2 separate regions of the Anser cygnoides genome follow, and region 1 is linked to region 2. Evidence: chromatin contacts called from public Hi-C data. All regions are on one chromosome and are shown on one strand. The core of a region is the stretch at or near the end of the contact, and the rest is flanking DNA. Distances in the headings are between cores, read along the strand shown. Region 1 holds the start of APRT (adenine phosphoribosyltransferase). Region 2 holds the start of RPL13 (ribosomal protein L13).

What was found. A called contact is a pair of places that touch in the nucleus more often than the background predicts.
Region 1: a Hi-C map of liver shows a contact between it and region 2, with 10 times the contacts expected there. The contact joins the promoter of APRT here to the promoter of RPL13 in region 2. A contact is called at or near these places in 2 of 7 Hi-C or Micro-C datasets (granulosa cells and liver).

What each region holds. Positions count from the first base shown.
Region 1 is chr12:1,823,088-1,827,670 of Taihu_goose_T2T_genome, reverse strand. It overlaps APRT (adenine phosphoribosyltransferase), which reads right to left and starts at 2,150. Exons shown (of 5, transcript XM_067004205.1): 1 at 1,992-2,150; 2 at 1,059-1,162; 3 at 58-191. The coding sequence starts at 2,071. It overlaps GALNS (galactosamine (N-acetyl)-6-sulfatase), which reads right to left. Exons shown (of 16, transcript XR_010834367.1): 15 at 1,059-1,162; 16 at 157-191.
Region 2 is chr12:1,475,978-1,480,904 of Taihu_goose_T2T_genome, reverse strand. It overlaps RPL13 (ribosomal protein L13), which reads left to right and starts at 3,256. Exons shown (of 6, transcript XM_048075062.2): 1 at 3,256-3,396; 2 at 3,565-3,680; 3 at 3,907-4,048. The coding sequence starts at 3,577. SPG7 (SPG7 matrix AAA peptidase subunit, paraplegin) reads left to right here. Exons shown (of 17, transcript XM_048075057.2): 16 at 331-408; 17 at 2,099-2,829. The coding sequence ends at 2,308. It overlaps LOC125184154 (small nucleolar RNA MBII-202), which reads left to right and starts at 3,725; the gene lies at 3,725-3,802.

The sequences.
Region 1 (4,583 bases), core at 901-3,400, 350 kb before region 2:
CTCCACTCACACCCCCAACCGCAGCCTGGAAACCCCTTTCCCCCCCCCGCGCGTTACCTTGCCATACTCCAGGGTGTACGAGGCGGACTCGGTCGGACCGGGAAGCTTCCCCTTTTTTCGTATCGGCACGAAGCCGATCCCCAGTCTCTGAGCCAGAGGGGGGCCTATGAGGAAGCCGCGGGAGTCCAGACCTGGGGGGCAGAGCAGGAAGAACTCAGCAGAGCCGACGCCTGAGGGTCACTGTGCGACATCCCAGGTTCATCGTCCCGTGTTGCAAGCAAGCCATCTACACCTACTCCAGGAGCACTTTGCCCTTACGGTCATTTCCAGGGGTTTAAGACATGCACCACGGCACCGTGCTCACGCAGACGTGCTGCTGGGGAGCTGTGGGGCACCGCAGTGACACCCCCAGCAGCTCAGCAGCCCTTTCTGCCTCCCTTCCAACTCTTCTTTACAGCAGCAAGCTCAGCTCAGCCCCGGTATCAGTCCGGCCACGCAGCCAGGGACTTTGCACCGCCAGGGTCAGAACTTGGTTATCAGGAGGCACTCGGGCTACGTTTGGTCGAGACTCCCCGAGCCCTGGGCTATCGCCCAGCCCAAGCAGCACCTTCCTGAGCACTTTCATTCTCAGTCTCTTTAAAATGTGTGCTGCAGCGCGTTATCACCACGAAGGCTGTTTCAGCTGGCTTGATAAAACCCTCCGGGAAGGAAAACATGCTGGAAACGGGGGCTCCGTGCCCTGGGGACTGCATGAGACCTTACAGGCATGGCACACCGGGCTTTAGTGCTCAATGAATGCCTCTTTTCTTATTGAGGGAAGGAACGAATTACGAAACTTGCACTGAAGTATCATCAGATGCCATCTGCCACATCCCAAACCAGTATTTCAGGAAACTACAGTACTGGGTTAAGGGTATAACTCCTGCTGGTGTTACGTATGATCCAGGCCGACATTCGGATGATGTCCAAGGGCTACAATCTCTCCTGCCCCATTAGCAAGGCGTCTCCCCACACTGACCGCCTGGGCACCACGGTGCTCTGTCTCAGTGAACGCCCACCTGCAATGAAGTCGATGTGGGGGAAAGACGCCCTCAGGTGATCTTCCAGCAGATCAATCAGAGCCCTGAAGGCCACAGGATCCTTCAGCAAGGGGCTGATGTCGCTGCGAAGAGAGGAAGAGCGGTTAGCGAGCTCCCAGGGGTGCACGTGGTGGAGCTGCTGCACCCAGGGGGAAGCGTGCCCGGCAGGGCAGGCGTGCAGACACGCCGCCACGGGGGAGGACGGGCAGTGGGGCTGCTGCAGCGGCACTTGCAGCTTCCTGGGGAGGGACCAAACCCCCAGCCACGAAGCAAGCCCAGACCTGCAATGTATTGAATCACCCCTTCATCAGCTCCTTCCCCAGCCCCTTTCCTCCATCCCCAGCCCCCTTCCTCCAGCCCCAGCCCCTTTCCTCCATCCCCAGCCCCCTTCCTCCAGCCCCAGCCCCTTACCTCCATACCCAGCCCCCTTCCTCCATTCCCAGTCCCTTTCCTCCATCCCCAGGCCCCCCTGTTCCATCCCCAGGCCCCCTGCTCCAACCCCCTTCCTCCATCCCCAGCCCCCTTTCTTCCATCCCCAGCCCCTTTGCTCCATCCCCAGCCCCTTTGCTCCATCCCCAGCCCCTTTGCTCCATCCCCAGCCCCTTTGCTCCATCCCCAGCCCCTTACCTCCATCCCCAGCCCCTTACCTCCATCCCCAGCCCCCTTCCTCCATCCCCAGCCCCTTACCTCCATCCCCAGCCCCCTTCCTCCATCCCCAGCCCCTTACCTCCATCCCCAGCCCCCTTCCTCCATCCCCAGCCCCCTTCCTCCATCCCCAGCCCCCTTCCTCCATCCCCAGCCCCCTTCCTCCATCCCCAGCCCCTTTGCTCCATCCCCAGGCCCCCTGCTCCATCCCCAACCCCGCCGCTCCATCCCCAGCCCCTTATCCCCCACCCCAGCCCCGCGGCGCACCGGAACAGCACGCCGGGCACCGGGAAGTCGGGGAAGCAGCGGACCCGCCGGCGCACGGCGCTCAGCCGCTCCCCGCTCATGGCGCCCCCGAGCACTGCGCAGCCGCCGCCGCCGCCCGGCCCCGGCGGACAGGCGGGGCCCTCCCCGGGCCTTCCCCGGTGCGGCTGCGCCGGGATCGGGCCGGGTTTTCCCCGGGGGGTCCCGGCCCCGCCGGTCCCCGGTGCGCCCCGGTGCGCCCCGGTGCGCACAGCCCCCGCCTGCCGTGCCCGGGAGCCGGCTCAGCGAGCCCCTCCGGAGGGGGTCCCCCGTGCCCAGGGGAGCCCCCGCAGCCCCTTCCCCCTGCCCTGTCAGCACGCTTCTTGGGCTATCTCCTGCTTTTCTGCCTCTCGCACCTCTGGAGCCGCACGGTGTGTTTGTAAAGCCTCCGGTTTGGGTCGGCACCGGGGGGGGGATAAACGGTGGTGGGGCTGGTCAGGGTGCTGCCGGCCCCCCGCGTGCACCCCTGCACCCCGAGCCGGGGTCAGGAGCCGTACGGGACGGTTACGCATCTCCTGGGGCAGCAGCTGGGGCTTGGATCTGCTCCAGGCAAAGCTGGGCACAGCCCCCCCGCTGCAGTAAAGGCCCTGCTGCCATGCGGCACCCTTGGCCGAGCTGGGTGCCCGCTGCTGATAGCTGCACGGGGACAACTCAGCTCCAAACCCCGGGGACAGCCGGGGGACAACAAGGCTCCACGTCCCCTGGGACAGCCGTTAGGGCCCATCTGTGCTGTGCGTCCCATGGGGCGGCGAGCCAGCAGCTACCATTTTGCAGTGATTTGGTGCAGACCCCACAGGCTGGGTGCCGAGGGCTGCAGCAGTGGAGTACAGGACACGGAGCATCCTTCCCCTGCTCCACCTGGATCGGTCACCCCGACACCCTGCGGGTCCCTCCAGCTCCCAGCCGAGGTCTGGCGCGGCAGGAGCAGCCGACAGGAGGAGAAGGTGGCCTGCTCCGCACCTCGGCTGCCATGGGCTCGTGCTCATCTCATCAGCTTGCGAGGCACCCGATCCTGCCTGCCCCACGGCACCCTGCGCATCCCGTCCCGTGGCAGCCTCCGGTTCTTTGCTCGCTGTAGCTGAATCCTCTGCTGCTCTGTTTCCTTCCCACTCCATCTGTAGGTGGCTGCGGGTCTCCTTGGCCTGCTGGCATGAGGCACCTGTGTAAGGGATGGCTGCTGGGGCACCGGCTGAAGGTCAGAGCAGTTCCCTCTCTCGTCAGGCTCTCTGTTGCCAGAGCCAGCCCACACAGGAGGTCAGCGTGCCTCCTTTCACAACCATTCCCCCACAAAGTAAGATTTTCCCTGAAGTCAGATTATCTCTTTGGCACCAAAAGGATCCTAACAGCTGTTCCAGCGAAGCAAACACAGATGAGGCACACGGCCGTCCACTGGAACAGGGGCTTCGCGGCGGCCGTGCTCCCGCAGACCTGGAAGGGATTCTCTTGTAAGCTCACCAACCACAACACTGGACAGCGAGCTAGGCCAGCAGCTCCTCGTCTTCCTGGCGGGTGGAAGCGATGGAATTACTCTGCCTACCCATGGAAACGAGCGGGAGAAGGGAAAGGGCCCTTCTGCAGCCTCCCAGAGCACCGAGCCAGGCAGCCCTGCCTTCTGCCTCGCGCCCCTGGAGGAGCCATAAGCTGGGGGCTTCACCACTTTTTTTTTTTTCAGAGTTGCAACTCAATTCGTATTCGTGACCCTGCAAGGCAGCCACCACCGTTATTAGCAGCCACCACCTCGTTTTCTAAGCGAGGTGCCCAGGCTCTGTGCTTACTGACCCCACCAAACCAGCAGCTCTCGCCAGGACGAGCTGCCGAGGGCTCCCACCGCTCCCTCCGCGTCCCAAAGCTGGGTGAAGAAGCAGCTGGGGGGGGGGACGGACTCCCTCTGCTGATGCAGGATCAGGACTCTCTGACATGTCAATTCTGCCAGAAGGAGAGCGGATCGCTGATCCAGTGGGAGACATCCCTGCCCACGGCCGGGGGGTTGGCACGAGGTGATCTGTGAGGTCCCTTCCACCCCGAGCCATCCCGTGAGAGGTTACGCCGAGTCGCACTGCTAACGCTCCAGCTGCCAGGAGTTAACCTCACGTGCCAGCTCGGGTTTAAAACAGCTTCTCAAATCTTTTGTCAGGACTTCACCTCATTAATCCCCCCGTTTCAAAGGACTGCACCTACCAGCGCAGACTGGTTTTAACATCCGAGCTAAATTAGTTTCCCTGTAATTGTTCAACCTTTCAAACAACAGCGCTGACTCCTACTGCAGTTTCCATCTGAAAAGAACTTTCCTAGAACCAATTTCCAAATGTGATGTCAAAGGACTTCAGTTCTGGAATATCACCCGGGAGGTGTCGGCATCCGCTTGCGGCTCGGGGAGGTTCAGGGCCGCTCGGTGCCTGGCAGAGAACCACAGCCTCGCATCTGGACCCCCCCCACGGCTCCGCGGCAGGGGAACGCTGTCCGCGCCTCTCCTTCTGACGCAGAACATCAGCGAGTTAAAAAGCGCTTTGAGATCCTGGTGGGAGAGATGTTACTGAGGTTACGAACACAGAAATG
Region 2 (4,927 bases), core at 2,007-4,506:
GAAAAGCTTTGGTTCCAAGGCACTATAGCTGTGCTTCCTTGGGCTTTGTACTGAGCTGTATCTTTTGCTACTGGGCAGCTTCCATAGACTTCATTTCCCATCAGCAGGAACTCTCTTCGATAGTTTTGCTAGCACAAGAGTTTACTGTTCCTTATCCCAAGCACTCTTTTGGCTTTTTTCAAAAGGCTTATCTGTATTTTCTGTTAGTGGTAACTGCTTTCTGCCTGCTCGGTTTGCACATTCTTTCCCATGGTGCTCTCCTTGTTTGTCCATATGTTGTGTTTGTTGCCACTTGCACTGCAAATCTCCCTTCTCATTACTGTCTTCTAGGAAGCAAAAGTGCTGGTGGCTCAGGCTTACAGACGCACAGAAAAACTCCTGCTGGACAACCGGGAGAAGCTGCAAACAGTAAGTTGGAGCTCTCTGAGGTTTCTTTCACTGTTGCTTTTGACCTTGATATTTTCTGTGCTCTGCAGCTTGGTTGTTGCAGCGTCTCTGTGGCCCTAGAATATCTCGTAGCGGAGATATTAACGTGCTGGAGTTTGTGTTGGGACTGCTGGGAATAAGAGGCTGTTCGCTGCGTGTCCCCTAGATGAGAAGCAGGCACAGGGAGGATGTGTGCCTTCTCCAGCAGTGAGTAGTTCACCTCCTGACACCAGCTGGTATTTGCAGGGTAGGGGCGGAGTGCTCTGTGCTGGATGGAAGTGATCAAACCCAGAACTTGCCTCCCTCCCCTGTACTTCTGCGCTAGCCTCTCGGAAGTATAACTTTGTGGAAAGCGGTGACCGTTCTTGTGAAGGCAAGAGCAGCTCGTCCTTCCAGGCTCTGTAGGCATAAAAGAATTGGGTGAACAGTTTCTGGGGATGGTGAAAGGACATGGGACCTGTCACCTAGGCTGACTGGTGCTGACCCACGCGCTCTGGTGGCTCCAGGCAGCTTTCACCTGTCATCTACTTGACTCCTGATACATCGAGGAGACCTTGTTGCAGAGGCAGAGCTTTGCCTCCTCTAATTTGTGTCCTGGGAGCCCCTAGCCAGTCCCCACCTCGCTGCCAGGACTGCTGCACCCATCCCTTGGGGCTTGCAGCACGCCGTGTACCTCCGTGACCTTCCCTTCAAAAGCCCAGTCCGTAACATGCAAACTAGCCAGGAGCCAACTTAATGTTGCGTGGTTTGCGAATGAAGCAATCCTTAAATCTTCTTTTTAAACAACAACAAAGCCCCAAACACTTCCCTCTACCCAGCAGCAAGCCTCCTGTGCCTGGTAAGGTGGCCGGAACTCGCTTGGACACCCTGCTGTTCCCCGCATCCCCGCTCTGTCCCCAGGACAGTGCCCCAGCAGCGCTCTGAGAGCGGGCGTTGTCGGGGGGTCTCCTCTCCGCAGGCCCTCCTCTGTTCCGATGCTTTCATTTAACAGCAATCAGATGTTTGCTGGAGGGTCAGCGGAGAAAAACCTTTTAAGTCAAGCCAAAGTATCTACAGAGCGCTCCGTTTGCCAGGCCAGTGTGTCGCCTGTCGTCAGCAGAACGGGGCGGTTCGGGGGGGACAGCCACCTGCTGCTCGAGCGCGGCCCTGCTTGCGGAGGGGCTGGAGAGCTGGCATTCCCGGGGAGCACCTTCCTGGTGACCCTCAGCCCGTGCCTGCAGGGACAGCTCCGCTATCTGGGACGCGTTCTGTGCGCAGGGGAGGGGTCCGGGTCTGGCTCCAGCCTCGTCTGCCGTCGCTCTGCCTCCTTAGGCAGGGCCACAGGTGCCGGGACAGCGGCAGTGAGGGCGCTTCCCCGATCGTCCCCGCGGTTCTGCCTTGCCGAATCATTTCCTAAAGCAGGCTTTATCGCCTCCAGTCATACTTGGCGTTTCTGGCCAAAAACACGCTTGTGAAAGGTGCCGGCTGCCCGGAGAGCTTTGTACCGGCTCGGCGGGCGCTCGGGTCGCACCGGCTGCAGCGTGGTGGCTGGGGCCCTGTTCCCTGCGGGCTCCAGCACGTGCTGTGGCCAGATGTGGAGGTCCAAGTTGAGCTGGCAGGGAGAGGTCAGGTCAGTTCAGAGGGGCTGTTTTCAGACCTCTGTGCCTCATTATGCCTTATTTACTCTTTATAGCTGTCTAATGCCCTCCTGGAGAAAGAAGTGATAAATTATGATGACATCGAAGCTTTGATTGGGCCTCCACCCTACGGGCCGAAGAAAATGATAGCTCCTCAGAGCTGGCTTCAAGCAGAGAGAGACAAGCAAGACACGAGAGACGAAGAAATGCCCCAGCAGCCACCAAACCACGAGGAGGAGGAGGAACCACGCCTGAGACCAGTGTGAAGCCCCCTCTTTATGTGGAATGGGAGGACTCCAGAGGCTTCTTTTGAACACAGACCCTTTCCCTCTTCAGCTCCGGAATCAAAGATACCGAGTAGGGAATCTCTGTGATGCCGTTCCCCAAAAACGAAGGGATGGCTCCGCTGGCTCTTGTAACAAGCTTTTCCCTGCAGGAAGGAGAACTCCTTAGGATTTTGAAATTGATTCCCAGCAGGGTAGTAGTGGTTAGGAGTTGGGTAAGTCTAATCTGCTGGAAGGATTTCTTGTACACAGGGATGTTGTTTACGTGTTCTTAGGGATGAAATGTGCTGTGGAGCCCTTGTCAGCTACCTCTGGCTGTGCCGTGTGGGGTGCCAGGGGTGCGCTGCCATTGCCCTCGGTGCCAGAGTGGTCAGCAGCGAACCCCTGGGAGACTGAGCTGGCTGCAGTTATGTGACTCCACCGTAACCTTTGATTGTCTTTGCTGCTGGACATAAAATAGAAGCTGAAAACCAGACTGCACTAGAATAAATCCTCTAACGTGCTGTTGTTTGTACGGTGTGTCAAGGCATGGCGAAGTGCGTGCTGCAGGTACGGGGTTGCACAGGACGTGGGCTTTCTTTTCACTGGCATATACTTGGTTTTTATCGCAAGGGTCGCAGAAGCAGAGATCGAGGGGAAAACCCCCCCTTCCCAACCCACCGTGAGCCCACGGTGCGATGCTGGGACCCAGCCCTGCGGAGAAGAGCTGGGTGCCTGGTGTCCTCCGGCCGGGCCAGGCCCCTTCAGGCAGGACTGTCGGTCCTGGGTTACTCCTCGAGGACTGTCTGTACCCTGCGGGACCCCTCTGACATCTTCCAGGCCCCCGCCATCTCCCCCCCAGCCCTCGGGCCTTGGTTCCAAGCCCCCTGCTCGGGGTCGGGCCGGAGCTGGGAGCCGTCCTACCCCCGGGTGCGGGGCCCTTTAAAGCCGCCGCCATCTTGAGTGCGGGCAAGGTGAAGCCGCCACGAGCCCCTTCCGGCGCCGCCATCTTCCCGGAGCCTCCTCCGCACTTCCGGCGCGCGCAGTGGCCGCGCTTCCCTTTTCCGGTCGGCCATCTTCGCAGGCAGGAGGTGAGTGGCGGCGCCGCGGGGCTCCATCCGCCGCCATCCGGCCGGGGCCGCGCCGGGCGGCGCTCGGGGCCCCGCGGGGGAGCGGGGCAGGACCCGGGGGACGCCTCGGAGGGGTTTTGGGCCGGTCGATGCCGCGCGATCCGCGCCCAGCCATGTCCGTGTCCGCAGGCCGCAGCCGCCATGGCGCCCAGCCGCAATGGCATGATCCTGAAGCCGCACTTCCACAAGGACTGGCAGCGGCGGGTGGCCACCTGGTTCAACCAGCCCGCCCGCAAGATCCGCAGGTGAGCGGGGAGTGGGGAGCGGGGCGGCTCCGGCTGCGGTCAGATGATGCGAAACCTCCGGAATCGCTGCAGCGCCGTGATGAGAGCTTGAACCCTGCCTGGCTGATGACTGCCGGAGCCGCCGGGGGGGGGGGGGGGGGGGGGGGGGGTTTGGGGAGCCCCCGGTGCGGCTGGGGGGGGTGGCAGGAGGGCTCTGCCCCTGACGGGTCTCTGCCCCCCGCTCCAGGAGGAAGGCTCGCCAGGCAAAGGCTCGCCGCATCGCACCTCGGCCCGTGGCTGGGCCCGTCCGGCCCATCGTGAGGTGCCCGACCGTCAGGTACCACAAAAAAGTCCGTGCTGGCAGAGGCTTCAGCCTAGAGGAGCTGAAAGTAAGTACGGAGGAGCTGTCCCGGCCCGGTAAGGCCAGCTCTCGAGTTTGAGCTCCGTCGTCCTGTTCTTTTGCGTAAAATTAAGTCACGAGTGGCTGCAGTGTACTGAAGTGTCAGTATCTGCTTGCACTGGCTGAGCTTGCACATAGCCAGGGACCGGTTGCTGTTCTTGTGGGTTGTGGAGAAGCATACAAAATGTTAGTCTTTTTTTTTTTTTTTTTTTGTAATTGTGGCATGGGGAAGCAGTAACACGACAGAGTGAAAGGTTAACTTAAAAAGTAAATACTGGTGTGCCTGGTCAGACTGTCAGTTAAAACAAAATATTAAAATCAGATTCTGGCAGTGGGTGAATTCTGGTAGAGGGTCTCCTGAACTTAATTTAAGTAAAAGGACTGGCAGGTTTTGTTGTTAAATGTCTCTTCCTTTATAAAACACGTTACTGCAAACCCTACAGAATGTAGTGGGTGTGGACCCGTTTGTGCTGTAGAACGAGTAGGTCGTGGTCTCTGCAAAGACTGGGGGAAGCTTTCAGCGCCCTCGCCTTGCTTCAGCAAAAGGTGCTGTGCCATCCTCCCAGGTGGCGCTCAGCTGAGGAGCTGCTGGTGGTGAGCTGAGAGGGAGGTGGCCCGCAGAAAGCCCCACCGGCCTGGTTCCACGCAGCAGGAGTAAACGTTAGCGACTGCTGGCAGCCAGTATCCCCAGCCTCTTGCGTGTTGTTTAGTGCCTAATTAAAGCATTTATAACAGTGAAATTAGCGCATCGAAGCAGTAAAGCTGTACTTCTGAATGCCAAATGCTTCATTACTTTGCTTTCCTTTAACGTTCAGATAATGTTGGGATATAAAATGGAACATAGATGTTCTTAAACAGAAAACGAGCT